2 separate regions of the Mus musculus genome follow, and region 1 is linked to region 2. Evidence: chromatin contacts called from public HiChIP or PLAC-seq data. All regions are on one chromosome and are shown on one strand. The core of a region is the stretch at or near the end of the contact, and the rest is flanking DNA. Distances in the headings are between cores, read along the strand shown. Region 1 overlaps Tg (thyroglobulin). Region 2 overlaps St3gal1 (ST3 beta-galactoside alpha-2,3-sialyltransferase 1).

What was found. HiChIP or PLAC-seq counts read pairs in DNA pulled down with a chosen protein or histone mark.
Region 1: a contact with region 2 is called in a FOXA1 HiChIP or PLAC-seq map of pancreatic cancer cells. The contact joins two enhancer-like sites. A contact is called at or near these places in 2 of 39 promoter capture datasets (the C10 cell line and cranial neural crest), 2 of 15 datasets of contacts at CTCF or cohesin (the NIH/3T3 cell line and large pre-B cells), 6 of 484 Hi-C or Micro-C datasets (bone marrow-derived macrophages, cardiomyocytes, cerebral cortex and 3 more), 4 of 115 datasets of contacts at active chromatin or transcription factors (embryonic stem cells, microglia and pancreatic cancer cells) and 1 of 9 other capture datasets (embryonic stem cells).

Annotation. Positions count from the first base shown.
Region 1 is chr15:66,731,159-66,734,867 of GRCm38.p6, reverse strand. Tg (thyroglobulin) reads right to left here. Exons shown (of 48, transcript NM_009375.2): 28 at 253-318. Among named protein-coding and RNA genes, the nearest start is that of Tg, 62 kb to the right of the region's middle. Within about 2 kb of position 1,932, at least 94 of the 459 cell types and tissues checked have an H3K27ac peak or open chromatin away from gene starts, as enhancers often do. A contact at or near this core is called in the NIH/3T3 cell line, cerebral cortex and pancreatic cancer cells, where this site is marked.
Region 2 is chr15:67,114,563-67,118,389 of GRCm38.p6, reverse strand. All of the region lies in intron 3 of St3gal1 (ST3 beta-galactoside alpha-2,3-sialyltransferase 1), which reads left to right. Among named protein-coding and RNA genes, the nearest start is that of Gm31400, 54 kb to the left of the region's middle. Within about 2 kb of position 1,484, at least 148 of the 459 cell types and tissues checked have an H3K27ac peak or open chromatin away from gene starts, as enhancers often do. A contact at or near this core is called in the NIH/3T3 cell line, cerebral cortex and pancreatic cancer cells, where this site is marked.

The sequences.
Region 1 (3,709 bases), core at 683-3,182, 380 kb after region 2:
TGACTGTGAGCATCCACTTCCCTGTTTGCCAGGCACTGGCATAGCCTCACAAGAGACAGCTATATCAGGACTATGTGCCTCCTCTGATGAGCAGTGAGAGCCTTCTGCTTCCATCAAAAGCACGCCCACAGAACATAAGTCTGCATCCCACTCCTCCCTCCATGGGAAGCAGAATACCTTGTAGATGGAAACTGAGGCTAAACTCAGGAAGTCACTCTACTGTCACCCCTGCTTTCCCACCTTGGAGCTCACCTTTCCAGAGGTAGACCTGCTGGAAGCTGGTAAAGCTGTCTTGAGTTCCTTCCAAGAGTGCCAGACCTGCAGAAGATTGCCATTTGGTGAGCCTGTTTGTGCTTGTTCTCACTGGTTACCAACCTTTACAATTGCCCTGTAATCCTCTTAAGATCCTCTTGGCTTGAGAACACTGCTTTCTATACAGGATCTCTCAAAGTCTCGTGAAGTACCACTCCAACACTTGGGTGTAAAACCAGAGCTGGCTAGACTTCAGGGATCTAACTCAAAACAAAACAGACTAATATGGGAAGGGTCACAAGCCTATGTCACTGGAAGATAACCAAAACGGTTAACAACAGCAACAAAGACAACGACAACGACAAAAACAACAAGGTTTTTAGGCGGTCTCATTGTGTGGATTTCCTGATATCAAACACTGCCGAGATTCTGATATCCTTAATGAAGCTGGGACCAAGAGGATGTAAGTAAGATTACATGCCATCAAAGTTGATGTCCTAACTTTGATCACCAGATCCCACATGTTAGAAAGAGAGAATTGACTTAATCAAGTTGTCCTATGACTTCACATGCTCATGGTGCCATGTATGTTCAGGCTACACCCACACACATACACACACATACACACACATGCACACACAAACATACACACACACGAGCATGCACATACACATGTACATGCACACACATACACACACACACACCAAATACATAAATCATTAATTGTAAAAACTAATTGGAGCTAGCAATTAAATGATAGCAATACTTCACAGTGTTACCTTCTGGATCCTTCCCATTTGATACATATCCAGTTGTTGGCAGATTTTCTTATTTGACTTATTGCTGATGTTATTAATGGTTCTTTAAAATTTGTATTGACATATAGTCACTATATGTAATGATGGACTTTATAAGAAAATTTTCATTGACATTTATCATGTACTTTGACCATGATAATGCCTCATATCCTCTCCTTTCCCCCACTACTCTCCCCTCCCACTAAAGCTAGAGGCTTCTCTATTTTCTGGCAAGTTCTCATCCTCTGGTGCCACACTGGCTAAAATTAGATTTCTTCCACCCTCTCCTCTTGGTGGTAAACACTCCTCATTTTTTTCTCTGTTCAGTCTCAGACTCATAATCTAAACAGAAACCCAGCACTCTCAATGAACACTCTCATACAGCACACACCCCTGGTAGTTTGAGGGGAAAAATATCTGCCATGGGCTCAGATTGTATAAAACCATTTCTTGGTGTTCTGTAGGGTTAGTGGTAGGGATATTCATTTGATGTGGGCACCAGAAATCAGCCCTGGATGGGGTAAGTGATCTTAGATAGAACTTAGCTAGTTTCTAGAAACTGAGCATAGGAGCCCTACAATCCCTTGACTCTATGAAGGTGACGAAATGCAGGCTTATTTTGCTTTGGTGATGCCCACATCTATCACCTCAGCTAGCTGGGGAACACCTTGGCCTCGGTGATGGAAAGCTTTGCAACTTTTGCACTCAGCACCTGGACTGATGCCTCCCATCTGCCTGGTAGGTTGTGCTTTGTGGTAGAGGACATATCCCAAGGTTGTGGTTATATCACGTGAGGACCACTACTAAGTCATGGCTGGCCACACCACCCCTCCTTCAACCCTCTGGTCCTCTCTCCAGTAGCCTTTTGACATCTCTCCTTTGCCATCTTTGAAGTGGAATTTGCTATGAGCTGGCATTCAGACCAAGTCCAGAAGTGAGGAATGCAGTGACATCTGAGGAATGGAATTCCAAAGTGTCAGAGATGCCAAGCAATTTGCTGCAATAACCACAGATGACTTGAAAGCATTTTCTGCTTTCAGGAGTTTGACCTGCATTCCCTGGGTTGTTTGCCTCAGCAGGTGGTCCAAAGGATCATGAAAATAACACTGAAAAGCAGACTTTGGTGTGCTTCCTGTTTAAAGGAAGTGGAGTCTACTGAGTTGTAGATTCCTAAACTAGGACCCTACCCACATTAGCTTTCGATATCAGATCTAAGCCTGGATAACCTTGGTCCAGGTCTCTGCTTTATTCAACTGTGACATTAGTAGCTAGCTGATAAACAAAAGAAATGCACCCTACTGAGGATTGCCATGGGACATACAAGTGAATGACCAGATAGTTGGAACTTGGAAAAAAAAATCCCCAGTTTAGAACATACACTCACACACACACACACACACACACACACACACACATCAGATATATATATATATATATATATATATATATATATATATATATACATACTCACATACACCACATATATACATACACAGATACCACACATACAACATCACACACACACATATATATACACATGCACACGCACACACACATATGTGTGTGTGTGTGTATATATATATCACAGACCCCACACACATATCTCCAACACCACACAAACATACACATAGAACATCACACACACACACATCACACACACACACACATACACACACACACACATTCATGCCTACATACATACACAACACACAAACACTATATATATGATACCACACACACACCATATACATACACATAGCACACACACAGAAACATACATGTAGCATATATGCATAGCACACACACACACACACACGACTGAATTGAAAACCCAAAGCTTGGGCTAGAGAGATTGTTCAGTTGGCAAACTCTTGCCTCACAAATGTGAGGACCTGAGTTTGTTCCATTAAGCCCATTCAATAAGCTAGGCAAATGCTTGTAATTCCAGCGATGGTGAAATGTAAGGTAGCGATAAGCAGATCCTTGGGAACTTTATTGTCCGGCTATGCTAGCCTCAGTGAAACCCCTGGCCAATGAGAGACCCTGTCGCAAACAAAAACTGGAAGGCACTAGGGAATGATACCCAAAAACGTTGTCTACTGATAAACACACACACACACACACACACACACACAGACACACACACACACAGACACACACACACACAGACACACACAGACACACACACACAGACACACACACACACACACACACACACACACACACACACACACACACAGAGGAACAGATGAGCCAGATGAGCAGATGAAAGGCCTAAATCCTTCAAAGGCCTTTCGTTGTGACTCCGTTGCAGGGAGGCCAAGCCAGGGCACATTCCTTGAACACACACAGCAAGCACACGCTCAGCATAAGCAGTTCAGTGACTTACTGCTGCCAACTTATCACGTCTTTCCTGAAATGCCTGTTTTCACCCTGCGTGCCTCTCAGAATAATGAAGACCATCTGTGAGGCAGCCATCCCATAAATAAGCTGTTTGATTCTGTTTACCACCAAAAGAAGCTACTTCAGCTCCCTGGAATTCTGCCAGATTCTGCAGTGTATTTCCAGGCTTTGGTTGGGTGTGCCACGCAGATTGCCTATGTGTTTTCTACACTAGATTTTAAACTCTCTGTCACTAGTCCAAAATTTAGTAAGGCATA
Region 2 (3,827 bases), core at 235-2,734:
TCATTATTAGAGGGCTCTGTTTTGGCTCCCAGCTAGGGTAGAGATCACCTTGGCATGGGTAGCCCAGTGGAGGGATAGGGAGTGACTGAGCACATTGCGTCCACAGTTAGGAAGCAGAGAGCAGTGAATGCTGGCACTTGGGTGACTTTCTCCTTATTCAGTCCAGAATAATGTCACCTATATTCAGGAGAGGTCTTCCCAGCTCAGTTAAACCTTTCTAGAGAACCTTTTTCATAGAAATCCTTTTGAAAAAAAGAAAAAAACATGTGTGTGTATGTGGGGTGTGTGTGTATGTGGTGTGTGTGTGTGTGTGTGTGTGTGCATGTGAAGGTGCCTGTAGAGGTCAGAAGTGGGCATAGATCCCTCAGAACTGAGATTACATACGGGCCTGTGTATGGTGTCCAATGTGGGATCTAGGATTCAAACCCTGATCCTCTATAAGAGCAGTCAGTGCTCTTAACCTCTGAGCCATTTCTCCAGCTACTTCCTTCTGCATTCATAAGATTTATTGTGCTTCTATGGAAATTCTAAACCTAGTCAATGTGACAAGGAAAAGGATCCATCACACCCGGGTATACTACGCACAAAGGCTGTTAGGCGATAGCTCCGTCTGGGATGGGCCAGCCAAGTAGAGGTAAAATGGAGAGGCATGGGAGCTGCCAGGCTTGGTTAGAGTTGTCCTAGGGATCTGTAAGGCAAGCAGTGAGGATCCGGTCTGAGAATATGGATAGAAAACGAGTGCTTCTCAGAGACCAGTCACTTGCAAAGTTGAGGAAAGCGAGGAGGTGTGAGACCTCAGGCATTTAGGGAAGCCATTCTGGCTGGGACCCTGAAACCAGGAAGCTTCAGAAAGTCAGCACAGAACACACCTACCTTCAGCCTTAAGGTAGTCCTTAGGCATGTCCTCCGGGGCAGTGTCAAGCCACCTGCAGCCACCACCACTAAGGTAGGACAGAAGGAAGGCCTCGGCTCACTCTTCTATCAACCCAGACATCGACTAACAGACTCCAGAGCTGTCTGAGCAGTGCATCACTAGAGGGGGAGGGCGTATGAAGGAGGGTAGGTAAACCCCCTCACTGTGGTAGACAGTGACCCAATTGGGGGTCCCGGTCAGCAATAAACAGGACTCCCTAAAAGTCCTCGGCTGGCATATAGCAGTGATACCTTTGTGTAGGACTCAACCATTTTAAAAGCAGACAGCTCCCTAGCTCTTGGCTGCCCCTTGCTTTGACTTTAACCACAAAGTTCTAGAATTCACCTGGAAGATTTCAACATCTCCAGTCTCCCAGGCTTCCCAGACAGCTGTACTGAGCAACATCTTCAGGGAGGAAGCTAGTCACCAAGTGTCAACAGCAGATGCTCTGAGAAGTCCTCAGCTGCTGGTGATAAGTGGCCCAGGAGCCTGAGCAAGCGGCATTCCCCTCCACCGGCGAGCCCCAGCCAAGAGCTTTCCAGCTCTGACTCACTGGGCCGTGGGTTCTCCAAATGAGGGATTAAAGCAGAAGTGAGGCACACCCTTGTATGAGAACACAGTAACCCCAGATCCTGCTCAGGGGATGCAACTTTCAGAGCCAGCATCTGCTTCCTGGAATTTCTTGCTTAGCACAGAGTAGATGTGCCAGAGACAGGAAAGGAAGGGCAGGGCGATGTCTGGGCTTTTCATTTCCAAGTCTGAGAAAGCACCGTATTTGAGGGGAGGAGCAAGTTCAAATTCACGGTTCAGTTCCTGGGTGCGTAGATTCAGTCAAAGGCTTCCCCACTAAGCCTCAATCCCATCACCTGTGCATTGGTGATGAAGATAACTCATTTCCATGCATGTTAGATGCCAGGAGGCTCTGCTTGTACTTTCTATAGACCCTTAAAGAAGAGTGACCGTTCTGCCTTATGGAGCAAACCCAGCAGAGAGGTAGAATGACCTACACAGGGCCTATCACCTGGGAAAGGTAGGCTCAACATTCCCTAGGCCTAACTGACGACAAAGACTTGCTCTAGTCAAAGCCCAGTGCACGGGACTCATCAGAGGTCTAACAGGTGGCAGCTAGGACCCTGAACTGCAAAGTACAAAGAACCAGTTGGCCCCATCCAACCCTGGGGCCCAGTGTTATAAGGGTGATGGGCCTCTCCTGGGGGGGGGGGGAGGTGTACTCTCACAGGCTCCAAAGGGCAGTACATTCGTACGCCTAAGCATGGGGGAAGGGAATCGGAGGGACAGGCAGGTGGAAACTGGAAAGTAAAACCACTGTGGAGAAGCCCCTGGGCAGTCAACTAGCTAGCTGCTAGCTCACTGGGTCAGCCTCACTGTTTGGCTATTTGCTGTATCTCTAGTTCTGGGATCCCTAACACACACACACACACACACACACACACACACACACACACACACACACTGTTAGGACCACTTTCCCCGGGGCCTCAGAAAGCACCGAATAGTCAGGTGCCACCACCTAGAGGAACTGAGACAGGGTGTCCCTGGCTTGTATTCTTTAATGCCTGGTATCATTTGGTCCTTTAAATAAACTTGCCCTTGAGACAGTCCAGCCATCTTGGGGTACATTGTCCACAGGAAGCATCCGGGATTCAAGGAATAGAAACAGCCACGGCTGGTGTTATTTACACTCGGTGCTCTGTGCTGGTCCCCTTTATGCCAGTCATTCTTCCCACCTTGGCCTGAAGCAACAGTGTTTTAGGAAGCAAGGATCAGAGAAGTTCAGAGTCTGGCTCACAACGCACAGGAACTGTGTGGTGTGCCTTCTATGACTGTTTTTACTCTGGTGCTGTTGGCCAGGCTCCACTGAACACTTTCCATAAGAAGACTAGGTGGCACCAAATAGCCACTGATCAGGACAGGGCTTGAGAGCAGTTTGAAGAAGGCGCTCTCTTCTCTATAGCATGTTCGAGGCATTCCGCTGCCCTGGGTCTTACTCTCTGGTTTCTGGTTCTGCTATATGAAGCCAGTGAGCGAGAACCCAGAGGCCTGGAGATGGTCTACTTTTCAGTGATGAGAAAGACAAGATTTGGCCAAAAGTCATTGGGCCTTGAGTCAAGGCTGCCATCAAAAGAATGTCTAGCATAGAGATAATAAACAAGCTGTTTCTGGGCCCCTCTGGGCAGGGCAGAGGCTGTTGAGGCCCCAGTTGGTACTTTGTTCTTTCCTGCCTAGCCACCTGCTCAAGTTTATAAAGAGGGGCGATACGCTGAAACTCAGTGGAGCCTCCCTGTCTGACACGGGGTCTAACACGGGTAAGACCCTTTCTCCCCACCACGTCCAACAGTGGCTGCAGAGCAGACAACTCCAGGGAGAAACAGCCAAGGTCTGAAGGGTGGGGACAGCTGAGGGATGGGAGGTGAAGTAGGCTGAAGAGAAAAGATAAAGTGGAGATGAAGCTGCCTATGTCCTGCAAAGGGTGAATGCTGACTCCCAGGGCAGCAGTGAGACAAACGGAGATATGCTTGAAAGGGTGGAGAGATAGATTAAATTTTCAGACACTACGTCCAACACTGAGAGGCTGTGTCCATAGCAAAGGAAACCATGGGGTAAGAGACTTAGGCTCTTAACCATTATCCCTCATTGCAGGGCATTTGCTCATGTGTAAGCTTCGGAGGTTCATAGTTTAAGAAGCAGGAAACAGCAACTGAGAAACTAAAAGGCTAAGCTTCAGGCTCTGACCATTGTCTTCGGTCCTTTGATGTTTGTTTGTTTTGTTTTGGGCTGTGACAGCAGACCAGCCAGGAAACAACTTGAGAGAGGTTGGGTTTACTTTGGTTCATAATTTCATAGTATATGGCTTCAGGGTGCCAGGGTGGCAGAGCAGCCAGAGTGACTTTGT